Regions from separate parts of the Mus musculus genome. Here region 2 is linked to region 1. Evidence: chromatin contacts called from public Hi-C data. All regions are on one chromosome and are shown on one strand. The core of a region is the stretch at or near the end of the contact, and the rest is flanking DNA. Distances in the headings are between cores, read along the strand shown. Region 1 has its middle 34 kb from the start of Gm20655. Region 2 holds the start of Heca (hdc homolog, cell cycle regulator).

Evidence for each region. A called contact is a pair of places that touch in the nucleus more often than the background predicts.
Region 2: a contact with region 1 is called in a Hi-C map of the N1E-115 cell line, with 5 times the contacts expected there. The contact joins the promoter of Heca here to the enhancer-like site in region 1. A contact is called at or near these places in 3 of 39 promoter capture datasets (the 3T3-L1 cell line and 3T3-L1-derived adipocytes), 5 of 484 Hi-C or Micro-C datasets (the N1E-115 cell line, Sertoli cells, adipose-derived mesenchymal stem cells and 2 more), 1 of 115 datasets of contacts at active chromatin or transcription factors (bone marrow-derived macrophages) and 1 of 9 other capture datasets (adipose tissue).

What each region holds. Positions count from the first base shown.
Region 1 is chr10:17,867,998-17,871,062 of GRCm38.p6, reverse strand. No RefSeq gene overlaps it. Among named protein-coding and RNA genes, the nearest start is that of Gm20655, 34 kb to the right of the region's middle. Within about 2 kb of position 1,517, at least 28 of the 459 cell types and tissues checked have an H3K27ac peak or open chromatin away from gene starts, as enhancers often do. A contact at or near this core is called in the N1E-115 cell line, where this site is marked.
Region 2 is chr10:17,946,563-17,949,627 of GRCm38.p6, reverse strand. It overlaps Heca (hdc homolog, cell cycle regulator), which reads left to right and starts at 1,561. Exons shown (of 4, transcript NM_001033432.3): 1 at 1,561-2,119. The coding sequence starts at 1,846.

The sequences.
Region 1 (3,065 bases), core at 268-2,767:
TGACTTTAAATAGCCACAGGTAGCTATGAATATCATAAAAGGACAGAATAATTGGAATAACCTGTCTAATCTAGGTGGGCAGCTTGTATCATCAATTGGCTCTGAAATTATTGTGTGGGCATCTGGTGAATTGAGAATTTAATGATATAGAACTCTAATTAATTATAAAAAAGACAAAATATAGCAAAATGTTGAGGAACTCATTACAGCTTTTTAATCTAAACTTGGTATCAGGAACAATACAATCCAAGAAAATGTAGAAAGTCCAGACTTTCCCCATCCATCCTTTGAGTCATATGTTTGGACCTAGGATAGCTGCAAACTTACTTAAAACATTGTGCTGTTCTCTCTCTCTCTCTCTCTCTCTCTCTCTCTCTCTCTCTCTCTCTCTCTCCTCTATTGTGCAGTTCTCCATCATTAACTCTATATGACATGGTCATATTACAATGTCAAAAATCAGGACATGTCTGCATGCAGCTGAGCTCTGTGAGTGCAGTCTGTTGTCTAGGGAACAGATGTCTGCCTTCCAACTTTCCTTAGCCTTTCTGCTGTAGGCATTTACACTTGTACTTTTGTGCCTCGCACAGTGCCTAGCACAGGGTAAGAACTTAGGAGTCCATTCACTGTTGGATGCTGCATTTGCTGAATTGACCTGGGATACAGCTTAGGTCCTAACTACAACCGGTTTTCATTTGCAGAACAGAATACACTTCCTGCGACCCTCTTCAGTGTGGCAGCAGCAAACAATTACTAACTCTGGCAGAAGAGAAGACCTACTTAGTTGCTGTACAAAGGTGGTTTTCAGTTCTGTTGCCATGTACAGCAGTCCTGCCAGATTAAGTGACAATCTGTCTGGGACTGGCTGCAAAGACAGTTCTGCCTCTAGTGGTTCAGTAGGTGGCACTGCTGCTCTCTGTGTGCTAAAGGTGGCTGCCTTGCAGAGGCTGTGTCTGGGCAGGCAGGAAGGCAAGCCAGCAACTCAGAGGAGTGTTTTTAGGCAAGTGGCAGCACAAACCCACTATGAATGTGAGGGAAAAGCCACTGTCATCTGCCCCTGCTTGCAGTTTGGGGGGATGGGCCTTAGAATCTGACAGTGAGGTTGGAGATGTCAAAACACGAAGGGACCTGAGGGGACTAACATAAGCAGGCTACAAATCAGATGTCTGTTCCCTGCGGGCACAGGAGGAGGAGAAGCTGGGAAGCTGAGCAAGCACATAGGCCCCTCCCTTGGGGGGAAAAATGCCAGTTTATTTAACGTCTCATCTTTCAGACTGTCTTGAATTGGTTCAGATTTTTACCTTGTTGGTCACTTTGATCCGTAGTGTTTTATTTTCTTGCTGATAGAAGAGCATTAGGCCTTCTATGCAGTATCTCTGTTCGACATGTAGTCACTTAAACCCTTTATTTCCCGACAGCCACATCTCAACTGATGTTACGCACTGAATGCTTGATGCCCTGCTAAGTTTCTATATGGAAATTCTTACCTCCAACATGATGATGCAGAAGGGTGTGGCGTTTGGGAAGGAATGAGATCATGAAGACATCGGCCTCACAAAGGGAGTTAAGATCCTCATTGAAGGAGACCTCTGTGAGCTCCCTAGTTTCTTTCTCTGTGTTGCTACAATATGAAGATGGCTGCGGGTGAGGACATGAGCCCTCTACAGACAGGAAATCTTTCAGAACATGACTAGTGGACTTCCTGGACTCCAGAATTAGAAGTAATATCTTCTGTTTGTTTATCACCCACACAATCACTGGTATCTTTGTCACAGTAGCCCCAAAGGACAAAGACAATCGACAGCATGCTTTCTTTTTTCTACCTGACTCAAACTTCTATCAAACTCATATGCAAAGTAATAGAAAAGTTTGAGTCAATGGGATGCATGTTTTGCTAATAATTTAGTTAATGGAAGAATTATCTGCCTTATTAACAAGTATGCTCCTTTAAATGTAAGAGAGCACAAAGCAACTGCTGGGATGCTCTACTTGTCAATCATTGTGGCTGAGCTTAACAAATGCTTGTCATGTATGCTGTCATCATGTCTCTTGCTAGAATAGGCACTATTAACTTGGTACATTTTTCACCTAAACCACCTGTGGTCTCAGAGTCATTGTCTGGTCTCACAAATGACATTATTTCCACTGTACTAGGTCATGACAAAAATCTTAGCAAAATTAACCAAATAATATTCCACAATTGATTCTTAGAGAAATAAGAACTCAGGCCAATTTAGTGGGGAACCATTTAACTTGAGCTCAAGGGAAATGTGATCAATTATCAGAATTTTAGGATGAAGAGATTGATATTCAAACAGCAAGCTTGCCAATGCTCACATGTAATCTTAGCACTTGGGAGGACAAAACTGAGAGGCTAACTATAAATTTGAGGGCAGCCTGGTCTCCATAATAGCAAGGTCCCAAACAGCTTATACTATACACAAAGAAAAAATGAAAAAGAAAGAAGAAGAGAAAGAATGAAAACAAAGAGCAATAAAATGAGGGAAAGGGGGTGGGGAGAGGCAATGAAAGGAGCCAAGAGGAGAGGAGAGGAGAGGAGAGGAGAGGAGAGGAGAGGAGAGGAGAGGAGAGGAGAGGAGAGGAGAGGAGAGGAGAGGAGAGGAGAGGAGAGGAATTCTGCAGTTTCTTCTATAGTGACTACGTGGCTGGAACTGGTTAATGAAAGAAGAGAAAGTGACTTTTGGACTAGTTTTCTTCTTCAAGGCACTGGACTGAGAGGCTGGGAAACTCGTCAAAGCTTTCTAGTTTCATGCAGCGTCAAGAGCAAAAGTTGGAGTTTAGAGACAGCCAGTGGTTTAGGATCCGGACTGCAACATTCCTGGCTCTTAGTTTGGACTCCAAAATCACTTCACCACAGGAGATAGATAGCTCTGAAAAGGCTGGAGCCCAGCTTCAGACCATTCAATTTATGACTAGGCAGGTTAAGTTTCTCACCTTACCTGACTGTTGGTTCACATTCCACAAGTTTTATTATGTTTTTAATTAAAAATGCCCAGAAATCAAATGTGCTTTCTTCTGGTATACTTATAGGCAAAACTATTGAAATT
Region 2 (3,065 bases), core at 312-2,811, 79 kb before region 1:
ATACAGTGTTGCTCCAGGCTCTGCCCATCAGAATCCTGGCTAGGAAGTCATGTGGATGGCTCTTCTCTGAGCAATTCCTTGGCCATCTTTCTAGACCCTTCAACCTAGCCACAGTGCCTTGCCTCAACAGTCCAGTCGATTAAAGATCACGCCATAGGAAGAAGACACTGTAAACGAGTTCAGTGTTTTTCTGTAGTCATGGATCAAGAATGTCATTTATACATTCACCAAGATCAGTTCAGTTGTTTCTTACGGCACCCAAGATAAAAATATGGCTGTTTCATGCGAGGGAACAGAGGAAAATTATTTAAGCATATACATTGCCAACGTAATCAGAGGTAGACAGGAGAAATAAACTGTGATACTCGGGACAGCTCTTCTGGTAAGGTATGGGATCATTCTGAAGAAATGAGCTGAGATCAGAAGGGTGGAAAGGAGCGGGTCTTTGAAAGGGGCAGAAGAGAGTGCAGAAAAGGAGATTACATCAAACTCTTCCCAGGAACCCTGTGCTCTCATCTCTTTTTCTTTCTTTCCGTTTTTCTTCTTTAATAATAGATTTTTAATACACTATATTCTGCTCTTCTTTCCCCTTCTCCAGCTCTGCCAAGATCCTCTCCACCTCCCTTCCCAGCCGAATCCACAGCTTTCCTGCCTCTTCTTAGAAAACAAATATGCATCTAAATAATAATAAAATAGATAAGATGAAAACAAACACACAATATAGGACAAAACAAACAAATGAAAAAGCATGAGAAAGTCATATAGATGTATTCGTTCAGTGAGGAATTCCACAAAAAACAGAAAACTGGAAGCCATATGTCTATACAAAAGACCTAAAAAGATTACACATATATATATATATATCCCTGACAAAACATTCTGAGACAAAGAACCTCTTAAGATTCAACTGAGTCTCTTTTGTGTTGGCCATCTACTGCTGAGCATGGCTGTGCCCTCACTTCTTCACCTCTGATGTCCTCCTCACAACCCGGCCGTTCTCTCCAGACAACTCAGTCTTCTTTGTGCAGCCTGGCTCCTCCTGGCTGGCTCTGCTTCTGACAGAACCGACAGAACCCTTGGGTCTCTGGTTGGTAGGTCTGGGCTAAATAAGCTTTCCACCACGAGACTGAAGAATTCCCATACAGGAGCTCAACTGCACTCTCCAGAAACTCCTATCTTACCATTGTTGAGCCGCAGAGCCATTGAGCGAATTATTAATCCGAAACCCTTTGTTTTGCTCTCCTGTTCTAGTCACCTGTTTGTTTTTCCAGACCACGTTGTCAGGTTTAGCTCCAGTAAGGTCAGAAGGCCAGTTAACAACTTCACGAACACTGCCTGGCTCCCAGTCGTGGCTGTCAGCACACGCGGGAAGCCCGCCAGCCTCCCTCTCCCAAGAAGGCGCCTGGATGACGTCACCCAGAGCCGAGGGCTGAGCGCCGAGCGTGACGTCACGGGGGCGGAGCGAGTTGCCGTGAGGTCACTGGGTGGGCGGGGCCGGGCTCAAGCCCCAGTGTCGTCACGGGCGGGGGCGGGCCTGGAGCGTGTCAGCGCAGCCGAATCAAAACAAGCCCGAGACCCGCCTTTTCCCTCGGGCTCCTCCGCGTCTCGCTCTGCTCGGGGGCCCGTTGCGCCCGCGCGGCTGCGAGCCTCGGGTGGCCGCGCGTGGCCGCGCCGGCTTCTGCCGCGGAGGGCGCGGCGGCCGGAATGTCGCGGCGAGGGCCGCGCGGCGGGGCGGGCGCCTGAGGAAGAGCGGCCGGCCCGCGCTCTCCGTGGCCGCCCCGGTGCGGCGGGGGAGCCGCCTTCGTGGGCGCCGGGGACCGGGACACCCGCGAGCGGGCCGGGGAGATGCCCAACCCCAAGAACAGCAAAGGCGGCCGCAAAAACAAGCGCGCCAACAGCAGCGGGGACGAGCAGGAAAATGGAGCCGGGGCCTTGGCGGCGGCGGGTGCGACAGGCGCGGCGGCCGGAGGGGCCCTGGCGGCGGCGGCGGCGGGCTGCGGGGCGGCGTCGCCCGGCGCGGTGGGCACCGGCGGCGCGGCGGGCCCGGGAGGTGCGGGCACGGGCGCCGCCAACGCCACCGTCGCTGCGGGGGCTGCAGCCGCGGGAGACGCTAAGAATGGTAAGACGACAGCGGCGGGGCGAGCGCCAACTTCCTCACCGACGGGCGGGCGGGCGCGGTGGCGGGGCCCTGGGTGGCGCGGGCGGCGCGTGGACAATGCGAGTCAGGAAGTGCTCGCCCCGCCCCACCGCCCCGCGCTGCCTTTCCTTTCGTGGTCCCCACGCGGAGCGGCGTGGACCGGGGCTGCGGGCCCCGCGGCGGCGCTCCGGTTGGTGCCTGCTCCCCGTGGTGCCCGCGCGGGCTGAGTCTGAAATGTCCCGGGTTGGTGGGAGCGAGGCAGCGGGCAAGCAGGAAAAGGAGCCCAAGTTAGAATGATCCGATTGGAAACTTCCCTGCTCACCGCGACCCACCCACCCACCATTGCCCCCAAAGAAGAAAAGCTGCAATTCCCAGCAGATGTAGGCCTGTTGCCTGATTGCCACAGGTGGAGAGAGAGAGAGAGAGAGAGAGAGAGAGAGAGAGAGAGAGAGAGAGAGAGAGAGAGAGAGAGAGTGTGTGTGTGTGTGTGTGTGTGTGTGTGTGTGTGTGTGTGTGGTGTTCATTTAATTCTCTTGTCTTGCTCGAGGAAGGAAGAGAATCTGAACTTGACTTCCGTTCCCAACCTGAAGTGTTTGGGTGTCTTTTTCTTTTTTTTCTCTCTCTTTCTTTCTCTCTTTTCTTCCTTTTCTTCCTTTCCTTCTTTTCTCTTTCTTTCTTTCTTTCTTTCTTTCTTTCTTTCTTTCTTTCTTTCTTTCTTTCTTTCTTTCTTTCTTTTCCTGTCCCTTGTATAATTGTTTCACATTTGTTTTTCTGAAGAAGCCCTGATAATTTCATGAGCGCTTGAATGATCCTTTAGAAGGGAGGAATGCAGGTAATAGCTAAGGTGTGACAGGATTTTCCCTTCTTACCACAGGATGCCTGACATTTATTTGGGCAGCTTTTAAACTTTTTTCTTCTCAGGTAGTTT